2 separate regions of the Zea mays genome follow, and region 2 is linked to region 1. Evidence: chromatin contacts called from public Hi-C data. All regions are on one chromosome and are shown on one strand. The core of a region is the stretch at or near the end of the contact, and the rest is flanking DNA. Distances in the headings are between cores, read along the strand shown.

The links. Hi-C and Micro-C count contacts between places; a contact is called where the count stands out from the background.
Region 2: a contact with region 1 is called in a Hi-C map of leaf, with 2.5 times the contacts expected there. The contact joins the enhancer-like site here to the promoter of LOC100217313 in region 1. A contact is called at or near these places in 4 of 25 Hi-C or Micro-C datasets (ear, leaf and tassel).

What each region holds. Positions count from the first base shown.
Region 1 is chr3:216,440,782-216,445,540 of Zm-B73-REFERENCE-NAM-5.0, reverse strand. It overlaps LOC100217313 (Transducin/WD40 repeat-like superfamily protein), which reads left to right and starts at 2,917. Exons shown (of 9, transcript NM_001143659.2): 1 at 2,917-3,036; 2 at 3,906-4,167. The coding sequence starts at 3,968.
Region 2 is chr3:216,534,147-216,538,905 of Zm-B73-REFERENCE-NAM-5.0, reverse strand. No RefSeq gene overlaps it. Among protein-coding and RNA genes, the nearest start is that of LOC100383722, 35 kb to the left of the region's middle. Within about 2 kb of position 1,900, at least 19 of the 20 cell types and tissues checked have an H3K27ac peak or open chromatin away from gene starts, as enhancers often do. A contact at or near this core is called in ear, leaf and tassel, where this site is marked.

The DNA of each region.
Region 1 (4,759 bases), core at 1,668-4,167:
CAATATATATCTCGGATTTAAGTGCAAGTATTGCAAGAAATAGTGGAAGGGACGGTGCTAGAAGCAACACCTTTTAAGAAACAATTGAAGGGGGGCAGTGACACGTATGGGACGGGTGATGGCTCGTCCCAAGGGTGTGTCGGTGCCATGTTCGGGTGAACATCTTCTAGGAAGGAGAAGACGCTACATAAGACTAAGATCACGACGCACCTGAGGAGCATAGGACCACATTCACGTGATGGGACACCATGGCCTACAACAAGTCAACAAGCATATTGGACCCCCCAATTCTTGCAATAAAAGACAAGGTTCATCTTCACCTGGGGCAGATGTGCGACCGGGGCTGCCCGGGCTGCAGCCCGGTCGCTGCACAACAGAAATGCTAATATATGTTAAATTTAGCCCAAATCCCAAAAAACTAGGATAGAGCCCCTCTCGACCTCTCGGTAGGGTTGCCGGATGCCGCCCCTCAGCCTTTAGCCCTCTCCACACCACATGCGCTGCGCCCCTCACCTCTTCCCGCAACCCTCGAGTCCTCGATTATCCAATATCCATCATTATTCTACATATTAAATAATTTGGCACAGCTTGCGAGCCGGCTCACGAGCCGGCTCACGAGCCGGAACGAGTCGGCTCGACTTGCTACGGCAACGAGCCCAAAAGGCTGACTAGGCTCGGATCGCTCGAGGCTCGCGAGCCTCGAGCTTATTTTTCAGCCCTATCCTCGATGACCACGCACGTCACATATTGCTAGTTCGTCGGTGTGCCACGCTCGATCGGCAGTCACCCACACATGCGCGGAGGCGCGACGGCGCCCGTCATTCACTCCTTTGGGCCTCGACCATGTGCCCACGCTACGACTAGGTGCAGCCTCCCATGCTGGTCTGCTTGCTGCTCCGTGGAGTGGAGGCGTGAGCGTGACAACATTAAGCCTCCCCCTGCTGAAGACTGAACCGTGCTAGCGTGCTACTATTCTATTATGTGGCTGTTAGTGCTAGGTAAGAAGGTAAGATTATTTGGTTTTAGTTTCATCGGTTATTTGTTATACTATATTTAGTAGGTATATGTTTGCATATATTAAAGGTAAAAAGATTTTGAAGCATTTCTAAAGCATAAGAACTCGAAAGATAGATTTGTCTCGCAACTTCAACTAATAAACATCATATGTTGACTATTCACTGTTGTATTTTGTAGATTTCGTATCAACTTATTTAGTCTACATGTTTCTTGAGTATTTAACCTTTTGATCTTGCTACTTTTGTTAGATTAAACAACATTTAGATTGTTTTCTTTTGTTTAATTTTTTTTATAACCTTAGCTTAGTAGCCCCTCTTTGACCCGTTCCTGGATCCGCCACTGGTCTCCACCCCTTCTTCCATATATGAATTATCTAGTCGGTGAGGTGACGCGCCAACCGATGAGGTGGGTGTACCAATAGGAGGAGACTAAGTATTACCAAATGTTGATGAAATCGTGGAGTACACTTCTACGTGGACCAGACAGACTTGAGCGAAGTACAAGACAAAGTTGATGCGTGAGCAAGTTATTATGTTGCTCTCATCGGAGGAGTATAATACAACATAGGATCCGTGGAATGAACACCCGAGGGAATGATCTTCACTAGAGGGTGTATCGTACCTTCGATTTTATTTGTGAACTATGAAACAATGGCATGTAATGCATTGTAATGTATTTGAATTGCCAAATATTGTTATTGAACTTGTGATAACATTTGGTTCATCTTTCGTTCAAATTATGGGACCTCAATATGCTTTATTTGCCAACAAATCTAAGTAGTTCGATTTCTGTACATGTGCTACCAGTTTATCAGGTAAGTAACCGGTTAATCGGTCTTATTGATGATTATTCGGTCTCGATATGTTTGAATTCTAAACTGAATTGGTTTTAAATTTGACTGGTTTATACCAATTTATCACGATTAATTGGATATCCGTGTCGACCGGTTTCAACCTTGAGCAAGGTCGGAGGAGAACAACAGGAGCCCACCAGCCAGAGGCGAGGGAAAGAAGGGAAGCATCAGGTCCGGAGTAGAGATGGCAATAGGTAAATACCCATCGGGTATTACTACCCCATACCCATACCCACGACACAAAAATTAATCCCATCGGGTCACCCACATACACTAGTGGGTATGGATTTACCTTCATACCCATGTGGGTATGAGTCACCCATCGGGTCAACCGTACCCACAAAAATTAAACATCTATCAAAATATTATATTATACAAATATCAAGTATATTCATCTAAATACCATTACAAAATTTCTAGCATCATTTAACCATCCATTCAACATACCAAAGATAATTGGATAAAGTAGTAACACTAGGATAGTAATACATAACACATTACATGTTCCATTATATAGTCATTAAATTGTCATTAAGCCATCTATTACATTATGGCAGAAAAGATTGTTAAATAGTAAAGAAGATGAATGACTAAAGTCAAAGTTCATGCTTGAGCTAAGTTTATATTGAGTATTTTATACCCACGGGTTGACGAGTATGGGTGAAGGCAGAACGTTCTAATACTCGTTTATCCATTGAGTAAAGATTTTTGCCAATAACAAACCCACGGGTAAAATATTTAACCTATATACTATCCTAATGGAGTAAATACGTACTGGTTATCGGGTCGCGGATACCTATTGCCATCTCTAGCCCGGAGGCGGAGAGGAGGAGAATGTAAAGTCCGATCCAAAAGCCCTGGAGCAACGGACGAATGCGGTAGATGCAAGTCCTCTGGACTCGACCCCCGCATGGGCTGTTCGTGGGCTGAATCGAAGACCTACTCCTAGTGTTTTGGGCCTTCCGGGCTGCACACCCCAGCCCGGCGCTCATGTCCGCTCCTACAAGTGGCTAGACCTTTTCTTCCGTTCACCCGGCCTGCCGCCTGCGTCCTCCCTCGTACGGCAACTTGTGCGACCGCCGGCGCCGACGCCCCAAGGCAGGTGCCCTGTGACCAGGCCTTCGCCGGTCCCTTTCGCGTCCTTCGCCGGCGACGAGCACCACCAGGTATGCGCACCTTTTCTCTTCCGTTCCTGTTGTGCGAAACCGGGCACGCGAACCCTAACTTAAGCTACTGTGTTTGGTCGCATCTAATTTCAGGTGTAATTAATGGAAAAATTAATCTTTTGCCATCGGGTAGAATGGCATACCAAATGTCAGCCTATGAGTTGAAGCCTAACTTAAGCTACTTGCCTAACTTTGAGTTCTTTTACCAAAAAATATTGGGTGTATAAGAGTATCTCAAGAGCTAACGACTCCTCAAAATCAGTTTTAAGGGATATCTAAATAATTAGTGGGGGTAGATTTTAATCCTTTCTCCAACAGATCCCTTAAAGCGGCAGATTGTTTCTGGGGAGCCCAAAAAATCCCTCATTTTTAGCTACAAATGAGGGAGTTTTAAGGGCTATGAAAAAGTTGGGAGCGGTTTATGGGAACTGTTGGAGACACGTTTTTGTGTTTTTCCTAAAAAACTGGATTTAGGGGAGACTTCTGGGGAGCTCTTGGAGATGCTCTAACGCCTTGTTTGGAACCCTTAGAGCTAATAATTAGCCAGCTAACAATTTGTTAGCTGGATTGGACCAGCTAATGAAATACTGGGGGTGTTTAAGTTATCGTTATTTAACTATGATTTAGCTAACGATTAGCTGGGGGTGTTTGGAACCTTTACAACTAATTTTAGCCGCTAACTATTAGCTCTAGAGATCCCAAACATGGTCTAAGTTTACACCCTATGTTCTTTACCAGGTCCGCCCCTACCAAGAATCCCGTTGCTTTTGCTTGCATGCTGTTTCTGATTTTATTTCATATGTTAAAGGCTCAAAGCCGAGACGACTGCCATGACCTTAACTGGTTCCAACCTGCTTCGTGGTTTGCAGTTCGTACGGGAGCACAATCAGAGGTGATCACCATTTGCTGCCTGTTTGGTGAAAGTTGCGTGATGGATGGATATGGAGAGGCGGCTGCTGTGGCCATGGAGTTGGAGGCCGAGGCCAGCCCATCCAGGGGGCGCTCCTCTCCTGTGGTTTCAGGGTCACCATCCCAGAATTCTGATGGAAGCATGTCCTCGTGGCGGCTGGGCCTCAAGAACAGCATCCAGACTAACTTTGGAGATGATTATGTCTTCCAAATTGCCTCTTGGTAAGAGCCCTGTCCTCCTCTGTCTTGTCATTTAGATTGCAGTTTCTATGGCGTCAACCGTCAAGAATGGATAAGGTAGGTTCACATGAGCCATTGGGGCCTATTGAAGGTTGCAGATATAATCCTACTTTACAGTTTGTGTATCACACATGGTTATCTGGTGTATCAGTTCCTCCCTGTATTGTAACTGGGTGTTTCTGGTGTCTTGTATGAATTTTAGACCAAAGACCATCAGTCCTGCTTTCAGATGTTGTTCTGGGGTTTTCAGATTGACAGATCGTATCATCAAGAGGAACACTCCACCAAATTTAAGATCCTCTTGACTAGAATCAACACGCTCCATTAACTAGGACCGATTACTAATGGTTAAAACCAGCACCCCGAAACAAAATAAACCATGCGCTCCACTAAGTATATAAACGCAAAAACAGGCCAGAAGCAAGCAACACTAGTTACTTGCATGGACATCACAGGTTTTGAAGGCCATTCCAAAGTCTTCCCTCCCCCTTCAGGTGCTCCTCCTTCCTCAACAGTTGACTCCAGTGCTGCAAGGAATCATAAGCCTTATGGTCAATTGCCTTTTGATTAATCA
Region 2 (4,759 bases), core at 651-3,150, 94 kb before region 1:
GTAGCCTCTATTTTGGACCTAGAACTCGCTTGTTCCACCCAGCAGCAGCATGACGCAGCTCCAAACCTTGGATTTTGTCGTGGGTAGCAGCTACGTACATGGTTTCTGTCCCGTTTTCTGTAGTATCCTAGCTAGTTAGATTTGACTTCGTCACGGTGGTTTAATTCCGTCCGACGACCATTACAGCCACTCGCCCTGATTACTGAATCAAAGCCCTATATACACTAGCCAGGTTTTTTTTATTTTTTGCAATTCCAAGTTAACGCCATTTGTTTAATCCACTATTGTTTAACTAATCACAGACAGAGCCAAGACTCGTACTGTAGCGTAAACTATAGTAGATCAGAGGGAGCCGCATTTATGGCGGTTGGAGGCATGTCGCTATTATCCGGTGGACAGGTTTGGCAGCTGGATTAAACTAACGTGTCCAAGGTCAAAACCGCGGATCTGGATCAGGCAGTGACGGAAGCGAGCAAGCGCCACATGCACATGCATGCCTGTAGGATCGGAGGAGCCGATCGATCGATGATCCTATAGGAGCGACCGATCGAGCACAGCAAATCCGTCGTCAGCGGCGCTGGATCGGAGAAGCTAGCAGCAGGAGCCGACGAGGCCAACTGCATGCTGCCAATTATCAGCGTATCCCTAGGCTCGGGCTCACTCACACGTACGACGACGACGCCCGGGCCCGGCTCCACAAGTTCAAACCCTTCTGGTGTAGACTCAGATTACATACTGTCCCCGCGACCTGGCTTTGATTCTTGTCCCTAGACGGTGTTGAATTAATTCAGCGCGTGTTGGGAATCTTGCCAGCATACTCTAGCTAGGCGTCTAGCTACTACTACTCCAACATGGAAGGCGCGCAGACGGTTTGTTGATTCAAACTGGAGTGATCGATTCTACAGCAACACGACGTATGCAGACGAACTATATATACTGTATAACTACGTACCCCCCTTGGCTTTGTCGCCCTGCCTGCCGTCCTTCGTGCAATCATCGAGCTAGCTGCTCACCACGAATATAATTCCGCGACGAGAGCGAACGAGATCTCCTCCCAGAGTCCGGTCATCTGAAGATCCCATGACCAACGGAGGATGCCCCCCGGCCGGCGGGCGCGGATAGCTAGCAGCGCCAACCTTTTCGCCGTATTCGCCACACTGCACGTCCCTCTCGCCCGCCGTCGCCATCCAGTCCACCCGTCCTCCCGACGCGCGGCGGACGGACCGCCCGTGCTGGTCCGCGGTTCGCGCCGCAGATCGACGCGCGCGCCTCCTCTCCTCCTCCCATTGGCGCTATCCCTCGCCATGCATCGACCATCGCCCACCCGGCCCGGCGCGCGCTCTCTCTCCTCGGCCGGCTAGCGAGTTGCCGTGCAGCTAGGGGGGTGCAACCGTGCAATGCAATGCAATATGCAAGCGGGCAAGCCGCGCCGATTTGATTTGATTCATCGCCCCGCGACAAACACGTGCTCCTCCAGGACGCCGTGCGCCAATCCGCCGTCAATTCAGCCTTTGCACGGCTAGGCCTAGGCTAGGCAGCCACCGACCGTGACATGCGCCGAACCGTACCAGCAGTGCATCCATCGCTAGACGACCTAGACTAAAAAAATATCTCGTGAAGCCGATATTAATAAAACTACACTTTTTTTAACTTATTAACTGGAGCTAGCTAGTAGTTTAGAGCTATATCTACGCTCAGTCTCCATCGATCGGAATGATGAGTAGCCGCCACCCAGACCCAGACCCAGGCCGGCCTCGGAGTTGGAGAACAACTGCCCTTTTCTTCTTCTGTCCGACTAGCCTCCATCGTTTCACATGTGAAAAGATCGAGGTACGTGCGTGCACGCAACATATATGTTTGCCCTGCCTGCATGCCTACGGCTACGGGCGAGCCTACGAACGAAGTGGCTAGCTAGGTTGCCAAACGCACACTATATATATATACGTATATAGCTCTAGCTTCTCTGTCCTGTTTGGTGGCGATTCGGCCGGCAACGGCAAAGCACCCGCAATCAACTCTAACGCCTGTACTTTTGTTCGGCCTAAGTGAAGCGATGGTCCAATGCATGCTCAGCAGTAAACAAGTCATGATTCGATCGAGTAAGGGGGTGTTTGGTTTCTAGGGACTAATTTTTAGTCCCTCAATTTTATTCCATTTTAGTCCCTAATTTACTAAATATACAAACTAAAACTCTATTTTAGTTTCCTTATTTAACAATTTATGAACTAAAATGAAATAAAGTGGAGGGACTAATGTTTAGTCCCTATAAACCAAACACCCACTAAGAACGCTGATCGTTTTTTTAATAAAAACATATCAACATGGGAACGTATCTGGTGCAAACCAACCCCTCCATGCAATCGTGCAAACTTCTAATCTGGGCCACATGATGTTGATCCAATGGACACAGGGGCGTGGATAATTTTACACTTAACTACCCGCTGCTAATCACATTTTTTCAAATCCCCCTCCCACTCCTCCCGCACACCCCCTTGGATCAACATCATGTGGTTCAGATTAAAAGTTTGCACGGTTGCACGGAGAGGTTGGTTTGCACCAGATACATTCCCTATCAACATGGCTCTCTATATATTAATAATATGTGTGAAGGGGTTAATCTGGTATAATTAAATGATGTTAGTTATATATGAGCTTGATCCACCTATAAAATATGTATGTGTGTTATCGTTTATTATCATACTGCAGGATGTTGACATTGACGTTAACGTATATAATTTGTACGGTACGAACTTATATCGTCTACCTTAAGTTGTTAAGAAAAAAAAAATGGAAATATAGTTCTACTAGCTCTTGGTTTCTCGCGTCCACTAAAGGGGGTGTCTGGGAGTGAAGTTTTTTCAAAGTTTTGGAAGAATACTGCAGTATTCTCAAAAACTGTAGTATTATATATCGAAAGGTGTTTGGCAAGCTAGCTAAAATCTCTGTTTCAAAACTAAAGTATTACAAATACTGCAGCTCTTTTGAACTATTTTAAACTTAGATTTCTACCTCAATTTTCTCTGTAAAACGCAACGCGCGCATCTCTCCCGCGTGCAAAAAAATACTTTGCTTCCAAACACCTCTATGTATTCAATATTGTGGTATTCTAAAATTATAGTATTTTAAACTGTGGTATTGTCATGACTAAAGTATACTGTAGTATTTCAAAAACCATGGTTTCCAAAAACTTTGTTCCCAAACAGGGTCTCAGTTCCTCACGCCAGCCAGGTTCTACTAGCTCGCATATATAAGCTTTATTCACTTTATCTTATCAACGTTTCTCGGTTCGCTTTTCTCTGCTCTCTTGCTTTAGTTGTTAGCCAAGTACTCTATTTAAGTTCGAGCACTGGGAGAGCGGCCGGGCATCCTAAATGTGTATCGTCCCATAAGAATTCACATGCTCGAGTGAATACTAGCAATCACATTTTATGTATACTGCGGCATGAACCTCTCTAATTGTTCATATGTTAAGTTTGATGGTTAAGCACGACTTGCGCCACGCTCCCTACTAATTCCTTTTATTTTTGGTACTCACTCTGATGTCATTATACACATAATGATGTATTCCGATAACTCGTTCCATCATGTACAACTAAGGTTGGTAATAGGCGCTCTAAAATTTGCATTATAAAATGTAACGATCGAATCGTATCAGGACCGTGCTCTATTTCTATTAATTTTTAACTAAAATTTATTAAGGGTCCTAAGTTTTTGTGGAAAAAAAATATTTGGATCACGATCCATTACCACCCATATAGTACGACCGTATAATATAGGTATATAGCGTTGGTCCTACTACGCTACTAGAATATCTTGACTGTTTTTAGGTTCAGTTGTGAGAGGCAGGGACAAGTGGTCAGTAGTGATAGCTCAGTTGTCGTAGTATATATATATATATATATATATAGAGGTATACTGAGTGTCTGAGTGAGTAGATCGTGCGAGGACTTGAATTTGATGCTGCTGCTTGCACGGCATGAAATGAAACAATCCAGGACGTGGGAATCGGATAGATTTATTGCGTATGGGCTTGACTAGCTAGATCTGGTTAGACAGATTCTCAGACGACCTAACCATAACCATAACACGTCGATGGAGTGGGGAGTCAAACGCTGCTGCTCTTGGACCGCCAACATGCCTGCCCAACTTGGACCGGCCGGTGGTGACCTCGGCCTCCCGTCAGCATGACGCCATCCAACTGGTTTAATTATTAACCGTAAAACAGTGATATGGTTCCTGTCTCTCCGTCGATAAACTAGCTTATCTTTGATTGTCGTCTTGATAGGCACACCATCAGCAGCTAGCAGTTCATCACCACCAACAGTAGTGTTCAACGACGACAACGATGAGTAACAACCAAGGCATCGGTCTCACACACACTCTCATCACCTCGATCGCTGCACCCCCTCTCTCTCTCTCTCTCTCTCTCTCTCTCTCTCTCTCTCTCTCTTCCAAATAAACGACCAACCCCGTCATAAAGGAATCCAAAACGACCCAGATCCAAATTAAAGAGAGAAAGCTGAGATGTCCGGGTTTCGGCATGCATGCCTCTCGCTTTTCCGACGCTGGAAGGATCGACAACCACGCACTCATTTGACCGGACCCCTGGCTTTGTCTTGCATCATGCATGTCCTGATGAAGAAGCTAGGCCACCACAGCTCACGCTCACAGGCAGGCAAGTAAAGCGAGAAAGGACCAGAGGGGGGCATAAGCATAAGTAAGCTCTCATGGGTCGGGAGAGCACTCGTTTCCAATCCAC